3 separate regions of the Mus musculus genome follow, and all the other regions are linked to region 1. The links are chromatin contacts, called in public promoter capture Hi-C maps. All regions are on one chromosome and are shown on one strand. Each heading gives the region's core, a stretch centred on a gene start, on an enhancer-like site or on the middle of the called end of the contact. The rest is flanking DNA. Distances are from core to core; before and after follow the strand shown. Region 1 holds the start of 9430083A17Rik (RIKEN cDNA 9430083A17 gene). Region 2 holds the start of Shc3 (src homology 2 domain-containing transforming protein C3). Region 3 overlaps Shc3 (src homology 2 domain-containing transforming protein C3).

Region 1 (4,419 bases), core at 629-3,128:
GAACACTAAAGTGGGCTTGACTAGAGAAATTCCATAGTGAAAATCTATTTTTAAAAAACCTTAAGCATGGCTCAGCGGTTAAGAGCACTCACTGGCTGTTCTTCCAAAGGACCCGTGTTTGATTCCCAGCACTCCCATTGTCTAACTCCAGTCCCGGGAGTTCAGAGCCCTCTTCTGGACTCCTTGAGCACCAGACACACATGTGGTACACAGACAAATATGCAGACAAAACATCCACACACATATATTTCAAAAATCCTAAGTATAAAAAGACAGCCCCTCACTCGATTGTACTCCAGGCGGAAAAAGGAGAGTGGCGCAAGGCCAGTCTAGAGTACAGGAGACCTCATACAAATTCACTTAGACTGAAAGCCTTTTGCTTGATCCATTTCTTAGGCATGTCAAAGTAGGATTTTAAAGCTAATTTCGTTTTACTTATTGAGAGAAACACTACACGTTTTTATAAACATAGCAGGCTACGTTAATACACAATTACCAAATCTGATAACGGACATCCTGTAAATCGTGTTCACCCATTAACTAATACTGAAGGGGTTAAAAAGGCTAAAGATGTGCCTCTTCTATCTTTCCAAAATTTCACCACCTCAGAAGTGCGCTCAGGATGTATAGGTAAAAAAACGTCTAAGATCCGGTTTCATTTTCACTCTCTAACAAAAGCTATGCAGAAGGCAATTACTCTCCATCAATCCTTTCAGGCTGCAGCTTCTTCCAGAAAATTCCAAGGAAAGTTAGTGAGGCATTCGCATTTCGATACGGATACCATCTTTCTCGCTAGTCACACTAAAATCCTTTACAACACTTGAACGAATCTTGTATTGCTTTTGGATGTACACGATAAATAAACAAGCCTTTAAACCAGAAGTAAGACTGCACGCGCGCGCGCACACACACACACACACACAGAGAGAAAAATCCTTACAAAACCCGAAACCCAATTCATAGACCATCGAAACCAAATCAATATAAAAACAATTGCGTAAACAAACTTTGAGATGCGCAGGCAACGTCGTGGATGACTGAAGCCATTTCTCAACCCGACACCCCCCGCCTCCCGGAAAGGCCCAGAACGCACCATCCGTGCAGGAAGCCGCCAGGGACCGCGACCCCCGGCGCTGCGCAGTATCCGCACCGCACATCTATCGGGCGCATTCGGGGAGGCAAACCCAAGGTCACGCAGGCCCGCGCCCCGAGCCCCCCAGGCAGGGCGTCACCGGGATGACCCGTCGCGGGGGTCCCGCCACGCCCCTCCCCCGCCCGGTTACGCAATGCCCCCGCCCCCGCCCCCCGCCCGGCACGGAACAAAGCGCGCGGGAAGCGGCCGCGGGGCTGGGGCAGGGACCCCGCGAGCGCCATGTTGGCGGGGGCGGCGGGGACCGGGCGGGGGCGACGAACAAAGGAACTCGCGCACGCCCCGGCCCCAGCCCGCCGCGCCCCGGCCCCACCGAGCCCGGCCGGCAGGGGGCGCTGAGGGGCGCCGCCCGCGGACAATGCGCCCGGGGCCCCGCGGGCTATGCTCACCTGGGTCCGCGCGCCGTGAGAGGCCCACTCGCTTCCCCCCTCACGGCCCTGCAGCCAGCCCCACGCGCGTCTCACCTGTCGGCCACCGAGGCTGCCCACGGGGCCGCCGTGGTTCGCTCGTGCTCCCCGCCGGCCCAGCCCGAGCCAGACGGCGCCTCCCCACCCCCGCTCCTCGCCGCGGCCGCCGCCCGCCCCCCGGCCGCCACGGCGCACGCGCACTGCGCCCGCCGAACTGCGACGGCCGCGCCGCCCCGGCGCCCGGCGCCGCCGGACGCACTGCGCAGGCGCGGGTGGGAGGCGGGCCCTGGCGGCGGGGGCGGGGCCTGGCGCTGCTCACCTGGAGGGTGGGGCGCGCACCCGGAGCGGCGAGGTACACGCTGGGGAGCCGCGGGCCTGGCGTAGAGCCGGCCTCTCTTACAAGCGGAGCAGGGTCGGGAAGACGAACGGAGAGTAGCGGGCGTTGGTATTTACTCTTGCACGGGAGGACGGCTTCCAGGAGCTATCCTGACTCTTTGTCCTGGGACCTTACGTCTGCTGTCTCGGGTAGCTGCCTGGCTAGCTGCGGAGATGCAGGAGGCTAGGTCACATGACCGTGCGCCGCGCAGGTGCACTTTCCTGCGGAGCAGCAGCTTTGGACTGCAGGACGCGAGCCCTTTAAAAATATGGATAGGCTCCCCCATGCTCCCTTGAAGACACACCGCCTTGCTGTACGCCGCACTGCGCAGTGGCTGAGGAACTAGGCTCAGCTTGCAAAGCTCAGGGCCTCCTGCGAACACCTGCTGAGGGTGGCTGCTGCAAACACCTAGCCTTGGCCTAGCTGCAGCCGCTGCTCTAGAAGTCACCCCGGGCTCCTCGCGAGGCTGCAAGCCAAGACTTCCCACGATCGCACGAGAATCCGTGCGACTCTGGTTCCAGTTAAGATCGCCTATTGAGGATCTGTTTGGCTGTGGGCAAGGAAAGAGAGAAAAAGAAAACGTCCGGGATGGTTTGGTTTGAGGGGAAGTGAAATACGGGACCTGAAGCTTCGTCTGGGTCTCCTTCCCTCCTTTAACCCAGTGTCTGGATCCAGGCGGTCACCGACCTGGTTCCTCGAGTGCTGTAGCACTGCCGCATTGTAATAAGCCTCCTGCCAGAGTGTTGCCAGGTCGAATTACAAGACGTTATTGGAAAGCCCTTTGCGCACTCCAAACCTGCAGCACGGCTCTTAGTTCGCTGTGCTCTTTGGGATTCCATTGGCACTTTTTTTTTTTTTTTCAAAATAAGATTGATATGTGCCTGCTCAAATTAAAATGCTTGTCTCAGATGACATTCTTGGCAGGAGCAACGTAGTCACAGACCGAAGAGAGGGCTAATTTCAGTAGAGATGCAGCCAGCCTGGAGATCACTGAGAGAAGATTAGCTTTTGTTGTGTTTAATGTTTGATCGTGGAGGCTGACAGGAACAAGGAAGGGTGTGATAGGGAAGGAGGCTGGAGTGACAGTATGGAACACTTCCGTTTCCTTGGTGACACGCCTGGTTTTTTTTGGTTTGTTTTTTTTTTTCTGTTCTCTAGAGGAACAGAACTTACAAAATGAATATATACATATGGAAAGAGTATGTATTAGAATACCTCACAGGCTTTGATCAAGTTAGTCCAGCAATGGCTGTCTACCCACAGAAGGTCCAGGAATTCAGTAGTTGTTCAGTACTGAAAGCTGAATGTCTCATCTGGTCTTCAGCATACGCTGGAATCTCAAGCAGGCTATAATGTGAGTGAAGGAATGGACTTGCTAGTGAGACAGCAAAGAGCAAAAACTTCCTTATTCCGTGTCCTTTAAATAAGCTGCCAACAAGTGTGCCCCAGATTAAAGGTATGTCTTCCTACCTCAGAAGATCCACATTAACCGTGTCTCTTCCCACCTCAAAAGGTCTGGATTAAAGGTATATTTTTTTTACCTCAAAGATCCATATCAAATGGTTTAATTAAGCAGAAATCCATCACTGGTGGGCCCATCCATTTTGGAGTTTTGATTCCTGATGTCAAGTTGACAAAAATGGCCTTCACATCTGCCTAGCACTTACTGACATTTTGGGACCTGGTAACTTGGGGAAAAGAGTATTGGGTTGTTTTGCTTGAACCAGGGCCTCACTATCTAGCTGGGTAAGCCCACGCAGGCCTGTAATTTAAGGTCTTCCTGTGTAAGCCTCCCCAATACCTGGCCTCGTGCATGGTAGGGCATTTGGTGTCATCCTTGGCTTCTACCTATCTGAGGCCACTTGCAGACCCAACTGACCAATCAACCCTTCAAGCCTTGCTTTCTCCCACTTCTTCACAACCTCAGGTTTAAATTTGCCTCGACTGATGGTCTCCAGCAACCTGTCAAAAATAACACGGGCTACATTCTAGATTTATGAATGCCTAAATTGGACTCAGGGACAGAGTTGGTTTTTGTTTTTAAGATGAGGTCTCATATAGCTCAGGCTGGTCAGAACTTTTATACAGCCAAAGACAATCCTGAACACCATTCTCGTCCACCTGCCGCTCTCCTACCAAGAGCTGGGGTGGCAAGCACATACCAGCTCACAGATCAAATTGCTGGGCAGTGGTGGTGCCGTGCTGTGTGTCTCAGCACTCGGAAGTGAAGGCAGGTAGATTTCTGAGTTCAAGGCCAGTCTGCTCTACATAGAGTGGCCCTGTCTTAAAAAACAAAACAGGAAAAAAGAAAAAAAAAAGTTCTTCGGACTTGGCAGCAAATGCTTTTATCTCTGCTGGCTTCAAAAACATTTCTGTGTAGCTAAAGCAAATGCAACAACTAGTGAATCCAAGTGATAGGTCTGTTAATTGTCCCTTCAGGCTTCTCTGACTTTTCTGAATAACTGAAAATTCTCGTAATATGACAT
Region 2 (4,419 bases), core at 730-3,229, 470 kb before region 1:
ATTAGACTCTCCACTCTGATGAACAGGACTTGACTCAGGTGAATCCTCCAGGTAGGAAATGTGGACTTTGCCTTGCACTCCTCTCAGTGGAAGATGCCTGGCTACAGGTGGTCAGGGGTGAGCAGTTCTCAATGTCAGCTGCCCAGGCAAGGCACTTTCTTGGCATTGTTATAGGATTTCCATCCATATCTCTGGTTAATAACACAGTCCAATAAACTAAGTGAGTTATGAATAAAGATAATTTACCTCTGCTCCTTAGTCTGGTACAGCTGAGAGACCAAATTCTTGGGATTCTTGCTAGCAGAGTCTGAGGTGGCTCAGGGCTTAAGACGGTGAGAGACTGGGAACACGTATGCCTGTGTGCACACACGAGTGTGTGTGTTCAGACTCTCTACTTCTATGTGGTTATATGTGTGCAGGTGCATCCTTGTGTGTGCTTGTGTGGAAGTGTGCCATACCTGCATGTGGAGGACAGAGTATGGCCTCCACTCTCATTTCTTGGATGACAGCCATGTTTTCTTTAAAAATAGCTTTTCATTAGATGCATGTTAGAGCACATGTGTAGGGGGTCAGAGGACAACATCATCTCCACTGTGTGGCTCCTGGGGACTAAATTCCAATCATCAAGGTTGATAGCAATCTTGCTGACCCCATCTTGTTTGTTTGAAATAAGGTCTCTTCTTGGCTTAAAACTTGCTGAGGGGTTGGGCTGGCTGGCTGTGTAACACTGGGTCGTCAGCCCATTTATTTGTTTGTCTGTTAGTATTTTTGGTTTTGTTTTTTTAAATGTTGAGTTTTTGAGGATTGAATTCAGGTCCTCTTGCTTGCAAGATAAAGCATTTTACAGACTGGGCTATTGCTCCTCTACTCTGATGACCTAATCCCAGTCCTGTCCCAGAAGCCCCTCCCCTAAATGACACAGACTAAGCTTTCACCTTTTGAAAGAAAGGTGGCCAGGATTAGACTTCAACATAAGCATCCAGTGAACACGTGATAGTCACAGCATAGCGCAGACTTTGAACATGGCATCTAGAATTATCTATCCTCGTTCTCACTGGTGCCAGTTTGTTTCGAGTTGACAGCCCAGAGCTTGGGCTTTGGGGGATCATGCCTAAAATAAGCGACAGCCAGGCTCCCTAGGGCGAACAAAGGGCTCTCCTGGGACAGGCACGTGAGCAGAGTTCCCCTGCAGGGGCTGTGGAATTCCATCTGACGCATTTGGGCTCTTTAATTTATTTTCTTTTTTCCTGTACACCAAAATATTCGTATCACTTTCCAGCTAACAGCAGCTCTAGCTGTACTATATGATATTCTTGGTATATTAACGTCTAACACCAACGAGTCTAATTGTTGTATGTAAATTTACACCGCCATTCATATTTTCTCAGTCGGCTCCCTCCGTTGGCCTCATAATAGAATCCAAAGTCTCCTTGTTGGCTAAAGGGTTAAATGATGTAGCTTTGGGATCCCCTCCGCTGCTCTGGAGACTTAGCTTGCATAGGTCTTCTTTATTCCTTTATTAGGAAAGACTTCATGGGGAAGAGGCTAGCCTTTGACTGGGTCTTCTGTGTGCATTCATAATAAAAGCTGGTACATTCATGGCTGCTCTGTGAGGTAGAAGAACCAGTGAATGAAAGTTTGGGTACAGCTCACCTCCCAGAGAGTGGTCCTGCTTCACCCGGAACTGACCCGATAGTCTCCAACACCCTTATAAAACTAATTTTCCCCATCTCTCTATACCGGCTTGTTTCTTCCTCCCAGAATTTTTGTAATCAATCTGGGTGGTGTTATTTTTTTTTTTTTCTTTCTCTTTTTTTTTCCCACACTGCTGTTGGATAAAAGATCCCGCCCTTGATTGAAATGGAATCTTCCACTATTGAGCGAGCCTTTGTTGAATGAGTCATCGGCTCAGCCTCTCATTGGCTGAAGCCGCCTGAGCCCAGGGGATTGCCTGGCACCGGCTGCAAGGACCCGCTCCATTCACAGAAACGCTGGCTCGCTCGCCGGCCCTTTCATTCACACAAACAGCATCTCATTCACATTCGGTCTGTTTTTTTTTTTTTTCCTTTTTCTTTTTTTCTTTTTGTCTGCTTCTAATGAAGAAGACCACGGTTTGGGAATGGTGGGGCTGACTTGCTTCAGATTGGAGGGGGACTCCAATCACCATCGAAATCGTCCGTGGGGTGCGCATCTGCTGTTGCTATGCGAGCTAGAGGAAGGGAGAAAAGAGAGTGCGGGGTGGCTGTTCAGCTAGGGCTGCCGCGCGGTTGGAGAGCGGTGGGGACGTGTTTGCTGCGCCAGGGCGGGCCTGGCGGCTCTGCGCTTTTTCGTCCTCTGGAACCGGCCTCACTTGCACGGCCGCCACGGGTGGCTCTCCCTAAACTCCCTTCCTGGGGCTCCCAGAAAGCCTGGGAACCGCACTGCCTCCCGAGATCAGCCCTGGGCGTGAGAAGACTCAGGGTGACCTGCTAGTGTGCTAGAAGGCAAATGCATTCGCTTGCACAGAAGTTACCAGGAAACTTTGACAGCGATTGACTTCTCGGTGGTGCAGGTTATCTGTCTTAACACATGAGGCCACCTGGTAGAGGCCACCGAGGAAGGGCTCAGTGGGTCTCAGAATCTTGGTCAGACCCTCGGGGAGGCTGTCGATGTCCTATTCTCCCAAGCGTCAGGAAGAAGGCCTGTGCGTGTCACTGCAAGCCTGGGCCCGACTCGCAAGGAAGAGGCCATTCTTGCTGTGGATTTGATGGACAGTTAGAGCAGCCGCATTTTTTTTCCTGCCTGACTGCAGGGCTGCAAGCAGCAACTGAAGGGACATTGAAACGGATTGGTAATGCTACTAAGGCATGCTTCCAGGGCTGAAACACATTCACTTGGAATAAAACTCAAAACGCGGCCCTCTTTCTCTCTCTCTCTCTTTTTTTGGCATGGATTTCTGGAGCCTGTTGCCGCTCAGCAGAGATGCAGGTTTTTTTTTGAAGTAGATTTTTCAACTGAACCCTAGCTGAGTACGGCTGCTGACTGCTGTAAATTATTAGGGAAGACCCCCTCTGAGCTGTACTGAGAAGAAATTTCTGTGCTGATTTTTTTTTTTTTTCGTGAATTGGTACAGGAATTGCACCGCCACAGATACATGGCTGCTCTGCTGATCTGAACAAGAAAAGCAAACCACAGGAAACTGACAGGTTTTTTTCTTTCTTTCTTAAATATTCATCTGCTGGTGAAGGGTCCCCCCTCTTTTTTTTTTTCCTACTTAAAATTCTTGCTACTTTCCAAAATCAGGATTCATCAGGATTCGCCTTGAAGACTTCTTTAAAAGCCTTCGTCACATTTGAACGCATCCCTGTCAGACACTTCTGGGCTTCATCCACATGAGCTGAGCAAGGGAAGAGCAAGCCATTGCACGGAATAATGGGTTGCGGAAAGTTCAAGAGATCATTTGACGGGACTGGATTTACCTTTGGCACAGATGCGGGATGGGGAGGGGGTAGGTGAAAAGGCAAAGACTGGAAGGAAATATCTGCGAAGGTAGAAAAAGGAAATTTGAGAACTGATTGGCTGTAGTTGCTGTCAGCGGGTGGATGTCGTTTTCTTCTCTCTCTTTTTGCTACAGGAAGTGATTTGCGGAGCTCACCGAGCCTTTGTTGAGAAGGGTCTCCTCAGAGTGAGTCACGCTTTTGCTGGGAGCAGCCCCGTGCAGCTGGCCGCTCGCTCCATCAGCCGCAACTATGACTTTTGCAAGGCAAGCGTTCCACCCCAACCCTCGGTCTCCAGGGCCCGCGCTGCGTGGCTGCTGCTCTGCTGCCTTGTAACGGTGAAAAGGGCTCGGTCGTCGGCCTCGGCTGTCCCTCTCCGGAAAGGCTGTCCTGGGACTCGGGCTCCTCGTCCCGCTCGGGGGACCGCGGCTCGTGTGCTATGCGCGGCAGTCCGCGCCAGGGCCGGCAGCAGCAGCGCCCGGGTGGATGCGGCGAGCCCACGGAGGGGCATGCTTCCACGCACCAAGTACAACCGCTTCAGGAATGACTCGGTGACATCGGTCGATGACCTTCTCCACAGCCTGTCGGTGAGCGGCAGCGGCGGCAAGGTCTCGGCGGAGCCCGCGGCGAGCCCCTACCTGGTGTCGGGCGAGGCGCTGCGCAAGGCGCCGGACGATGGGCCCGGCAGCCTGGGCCACCTGCTCCACAAGGTGTCCCACTTGAAACTCTCCAGCTCCGGCCTGCGTGGCCTGTCGTCGGCCGCCCGGGAGCGGGCAGGAGCGCGGCTCTCGGGCAGCTGCAGCGCGCCCAGCCTGGCGGCCCCGGACGGCGGCAGCGCGACCCCCGGGTCCCGCGCCCCGGCCGCCAGCATGAGTGCCACCAGGAAGAGCCGGGCCGGCGACGAGCCACTGCCCAGGCCCCCTCGGGGCGCGCCGCACACCAG
Region 3 (4,419 bases), core at 1,347-3,846, 330 kb before region 1:
CCCTTGTGCCCAGCTTTCTTTATCTGCTCTTACACAATCCAGAATTCCCTGCCTAGGGAATAGGGCTGCCCACAGTGGGTGGGTCTGCCTACATCAATTATCATAATCAAGATAATCACCCATGGACATGCTCACAGGCTAACCTGATCTAGATAAATTCTCATTCAAACTCTCATCCCAGGTGACTGTTTAGTGTATCGGATTAGTAATTAAAACCAGCCCTCATACCCTACTAACAATAGTTTATTATATTTTCCCAAGCCCGTAACAAGGTGTACAGGAACCGAGGGAGTGGAATTGTGATCCCTGCCTGGATAGTTGTCACTCTGGAGTGAGATTTTCAGAGCCATCAAGAATGCTCGTTAACTCCTACCCACTGGTGACTATTCTTTGGGGGCCTGGGGGGGGGGGGAAACGGAGGAGCTTTTAGGTGGATCTGATTATCCCATTTAATTGATCCTACAGAGGATAGCTTTAGCTGCAAAGGAGATGGAAATGAAAGACTTAATTAAAAATGCAAAGTTGCTTTCTTGCTGCGAGGACACTGAAATAGACGCTGAACACGTTCTCTTCAATATTTATTCTTCTGATTTTCATGGTAATTGGCTGGTCCCTGACTATAAAGGGGGAAGCTTGGCAAGTTAGATTAGAGAGAAAGGGAGAGAGAAAAAAAACGGCCTGAGTCTAAATTTATTCCGGCGGTGTCTAGCAGCCTCTGGGCTCTCTTGCTGTGCACTGAGGTCACTGGGAAGCCAAAGGGAAGCCACCCAACCCAGCTCCAGGAGCCTCTGTGGTGGGTGGGGTGCTGAAGAAAGGGACTCTAAATAAATAGTGTTGGGGAGAGCTGGTGGAGGTTGTGGGAGAACCCTTGAAGATGGATCTTTGTGCCAAATCATTGTGTCAGCAGTGTATGTCTAAAACTATCCCCCACCCCTCAGTCATTCAGAGCTGAGTCCTCCTCTTGGCCCAGCGAGGCCGGCGCGGTGTGATGTGTTGGGAGAAACCACCAACACTCGAGTGTCCAGGTCCTCCATGGGCTTGACTCATGGAGCCCTCAGCTGTTGGCTCTCAGAGCTTTTACTTACTAGCCGTAAACAATGGCTCCACTTCCACAGTCATGAAGTCTTTCCCTGTTTCCTCTTGTTCTCCGACCCATGAGCTATACCTCCTGTGCATGCGTGCTCTCCCCTTGCCAGGACCCCAGTTGGGCCAACCCTATAATATGGCACCTCTCTTACCTTTATTTTGTACTGGTTTTCCAGGAAGGAAGGAGAGTAGGAGGAATTAAGGGAAGGGAGAAGTATTTAAAATAATTTTGTAATATATTCTTGCTTGACCTCTTGTCATTTTTTGCTTATAAATACTATTAGTGTACAGCTCCACCATTAAGAACACTAAAAATAAACTTACTGGAAAGTTACAGGAATAACAACTTATCTTTCCCTCAAGTTTCTGCTGCTTTGGAACGTTTCTTGACAACCTTATCAACTTTCTCTTTCTCTCTCTCTCTCTCTCTCTCTCCCTCTCTCTCTCTCTCTCACATAAGCATATGTTCATATACTTTGTAAAATTGTGTATTTAATTTCTAAAAGACTTTGTCACCCATTGAATAATTTTTTTCATACATTTATCTTAGCGGATGTAGTAAGTCCTTTGTTTTTGTTTTATGTGAACTGAATTTCTTTCTGTTTTCTGACTTGTCTTCTGAGTTGGAATTGGTCTGTTCCCTTTGTGCTGTGGTGTTTTAGGATATGGTCGTGGTGGTTGCTAGAAATAGGATGCTGTGTTAGGTGCCATGAGGTTGGTCTCTCTCTTGTATCTATCTGAACATCAAGGAAAGACAGGGAGAGAGAAAGGAGAGGGAGGCAGAGAGAAGGAGAAGAGAGGGGAAAGGTGGAGAGTAGGGAAAGAGGGAAGAAGGGAGAGAGGGGGAGGAAGGAAGAGGGCAAAGGGCAGAGAAAGGGGGAGAGACGGGGAGAAGGAGAGTAAGGAAGAGAGGGAGAGAGAAGGAGAGAAGGGTTAGGGGGAGAGAGGGAGGAGGAGGGGAAGGAGAGAGAGGAGAGAGAGAGGGAGAGAGGAGAGAGAGCAAGAGCGAGAGCGAGAGAGAGAGTGAGCGAGAGAGAGAGAGAGAGAGAGAGAGAGAGAGAGAGAGAGAGAGATAACCTCCTGGAGCAGAGCATCTGACTCTGGGAAGGGGAAGAGACCAATATTTCATTGACTCCCAGAAGTGCCTTACCTGGGGTCACTGCTGTTGTCTGCAGACAGCTTGTTTCATTTCGCCTGATTCTTACTTGCGGTCTTCTCCTCTGAAGGTGTAAACAAACAAGAGGAATGTGTGAGGCATGGGAGTTGTGTGTTCTGTGTCTACAGCCCAACCATTCCTAGGAACTAGCAATGGACAGGATGTAGATCTAGAAGGAAGGGGAGACTGGACTGAAGGAGGTCAGCAGAGGTCTCCATGCAGATCAGAGAAGGTCCTGAGGTTCTGGGTGGAGATCCCTCTGAGACAGTTCCCATCACATTGAGGAAGTCTGTGCACTTCCGCTGCTATGAAGCCCAGGCTTGGAGTGGCTTAGACTAGGAGTGACCTGTGCACTCAAGTCTATCAATCACTGGGACATGCTACCAAGCCACAAAGTAAGGCACATGCCTGCCCGGATCCCTCTGTCTCCTATCATGTGTCCTAGCAGGATTAGCTCCCCTGCCAGTAGTGTTAGGCATCTTCCTCCCAGTTTCTGGGCTGCCCAGGCACTGTTAGGTGCTTGGCCAACATTGAAGCTAGGCAAGTTCCTGCCTGGGTACCCCTCTGGAGGCCCAGTTCTGACTAGACTGTGTGCCATCCTTGCTGTGGGCAGCTGGGACCAGTCTCTGCCTGGCACAATGGTTTTCTAGGCGATGGCTATCACCAGGACTATGTTTAGATCACTCTCCAGGAAGGCAGAGATGAAGGTGCCACCCACTGTGATTGTGTCAAGTCACTGTCAGCTCTGGATTGGTATGACTTCCTTGTCAGGGAAGGTCCTGGGTGGGAAGGACCTATTTTGGGGGAATCTGTGTCGCTCCTGGAGTGCTGTGGGCTTGCCCCTCTCAGCTTCTTCCTGGGCTAGCATACGTGTAGAGTTCTGAGTGATGGAGCTGCTGTCCAGGAACAAAACCTTCCCAAGCACTACAAACCATGCTGAAGGAACCTTCCCCCTGGAAACTTTCAATTCCCCTAATATTGCATGCTTGTGACCACAAGGGGGCAATACATGCACAATTTTATGGATGCTGGAGAGGTGCCTCACCTGGGAGCCATTTTAGACAGGCAGGCATCCTGCCTTGATGTTGTTCCCCAGGAGACTCACCTGCAGGGAGATGCCATCTTCCTCTTCTCTAGCTTGACTCTGACCTTGTGGGATCTCACGGAGATATAGGGATGGTTGTGTTCCCTGTGGGCCTTCCTCTGTTCATGAGTCTGATGCTGTGATCATTGAGACAGATTTGGAGACCCCGTGGGTAGCGGTGTCTGCTTCCCCCTGTTCGCAGAACTGAAGGTTCCCTGTGATTTCTTCTGTGGTGGGTCAGACAGCACCCAACCCCTGAAGGCTTGAAGAGACAGCACACCTTCTAAGTTCTTCTGAGCTCCCAAAGATGGGTGAGGTCTGCAGTAGGGTTTTGTGGGAGCCCACAAGAGCTGCCAAGTTATCTTCTTGGCACGAGAGACTGGCCGTTTCCCCAGCCACAGAGCTCCTGAGACAGTATTTTCAAGGTGGAACTGCCTGTGACAGGATCCTTTATGGGCGGTTGTGACTTAGAGAAAACCATCTGTACTGAGAAGGTACTAAGGGTCTTCTTGCTGTTGTCCTTCAGACTGAGCTCGGGAACAGCCATGTCCACAGCATTGTAAATGTTAGGGAGAACAGCAGGCGTGTAGAAAAGGGAAACAGAGGCAGGACTTATCTTTGTTAGAAGAGAAAGCTTCAGGAGGACAGACAGCCATGACCAGACCTTGATAAGGAAGAACAGAGTGCTGAGAGAGGGGGGCGGGGGGGGGAGGGGGAGGGGAGGGGAGGGGGAGAGAAAAAGGAAGAGGGAAAGGGAGAGAGGGAGAGGGGGGGAGAGGGAGAGAGGGAGGGAGAGGGGGAGGGGGAGAGGGAGAGAAGGGGAGGGGGAGGGGGAGAGAGCACATTGGTCCAGAGGCAGAAGGATAAGGTCGTGAAGAGAGAACCTTCAATGCCCTTAAGGTCATATAGCATGAAGGAGTCCTGAGAGAAGGGTCCCTCAGTCCCTAAGGACAATTGGGGCTTCTGAGCCTTACAGGATTTCAGTGTGGGGCACAAAGCCAAGCTCTCCAAACCACATCCTACCCTGGTGTGGTCTACATGCCAGGCACCAGAAGGCACTAGAGAGAAGGGAAGATATAGTTCAAGGTGGCCC

Evidence for each region. Promoter capture Hi-C pulls out the DNA fragments that hold promoters and counts their contacts.
Region 2: a contact with region 1 is called in a promoter capture Hi-C map of embryonic stem cells. The contact joins the promoter of Shc3 here to the promoter of 9430083A17Rik in region 1. A contact is called at or near these places in 13 of 39 promoter capture datasets (the 3T3-L1 cell line, 3T3-L1-derived adipocytes, cranial neural crest and 8 more), 3 of 484 Hi-C or Micro-C datasets (muscle stem cells and stem cell-derived neurons), 2 of 115 datasets of contacts at active chromatin or transcription factors (embryonic forebrain and embryonic midbrain) and 1 of 9 other capture datasets (pancreatic islet).
Region 3: a contact with region 1 is called in a promoter capture Hi-C map of maxillary cranial neural crest. The contact joins the enhancer-like site here to the promoter of 9430083A17Rik in region 1. A contact is called at or near these places in 22 of 39 promoter capture datasets (the 3T3-L1 cell line, 3T3-L1-derived adipocytes, the C10 cell line and 15 more), 42 of 484 Hi-C or Micro-C datasets (the 3T3-L1 cell line, the AML12 cell line, B cells and 28 more), 18 of 115 datasets of contacts at active chromatin or transcription factors (the 230-238 cell line, bone marrow-derived dendritic cells, bone marrow-derived macrophages and 12 more) and 4 of 9 other capture datasets (adipose tissue, liver, macrophages and 1 more).

What each region holds. Positions count from the first base shown.
Region 1 is chr13:51,098,186-51,102,604 of GRCm38.p6, reverse strand. It overlaps 9430083A17Rik (RIKEN cDNA 9430083A17 gene), which reads left to right and starts at 1,878. Exons shown (of 1, transcript NR_029463.1): 1 at 1,878-4,419. It overlaps Spin1 (spindlin 1), which reads right to left and starts at 1,725. Exons shown (of 6, transcript NM_146043.4): 1 at 1,615-1,725.
Region 2 is chr13:51,567,011-51,571,429 of GRCm38.p6, reverse strand. It overlaps Shc3 (src homology 2 domain-containing transforming protein C3), which reads left to right and starts at 1,979. Exons shown (of 12, transcript NM_009167.5): 1 at 1,979-4,419. The coding sequence starts at 3,986.
Region 3 is chr13:51,433,533-51,437,951 of GRCm38.p6, reverse strand. All of the region lies in intron 11 of Shc3 (src homology 2 domain-containing transforming protein C3), which reads left to right. Among named protein-coding and RNA genes, the nearest start is that of Gm32834, 17 kb to the right of the region's middle. Within about 2 kb of position 2,596, at least 7 of the 459 cell types and tissues checked have an H3K27ac peak or open chromatin away from gene starts, as enhancers often do.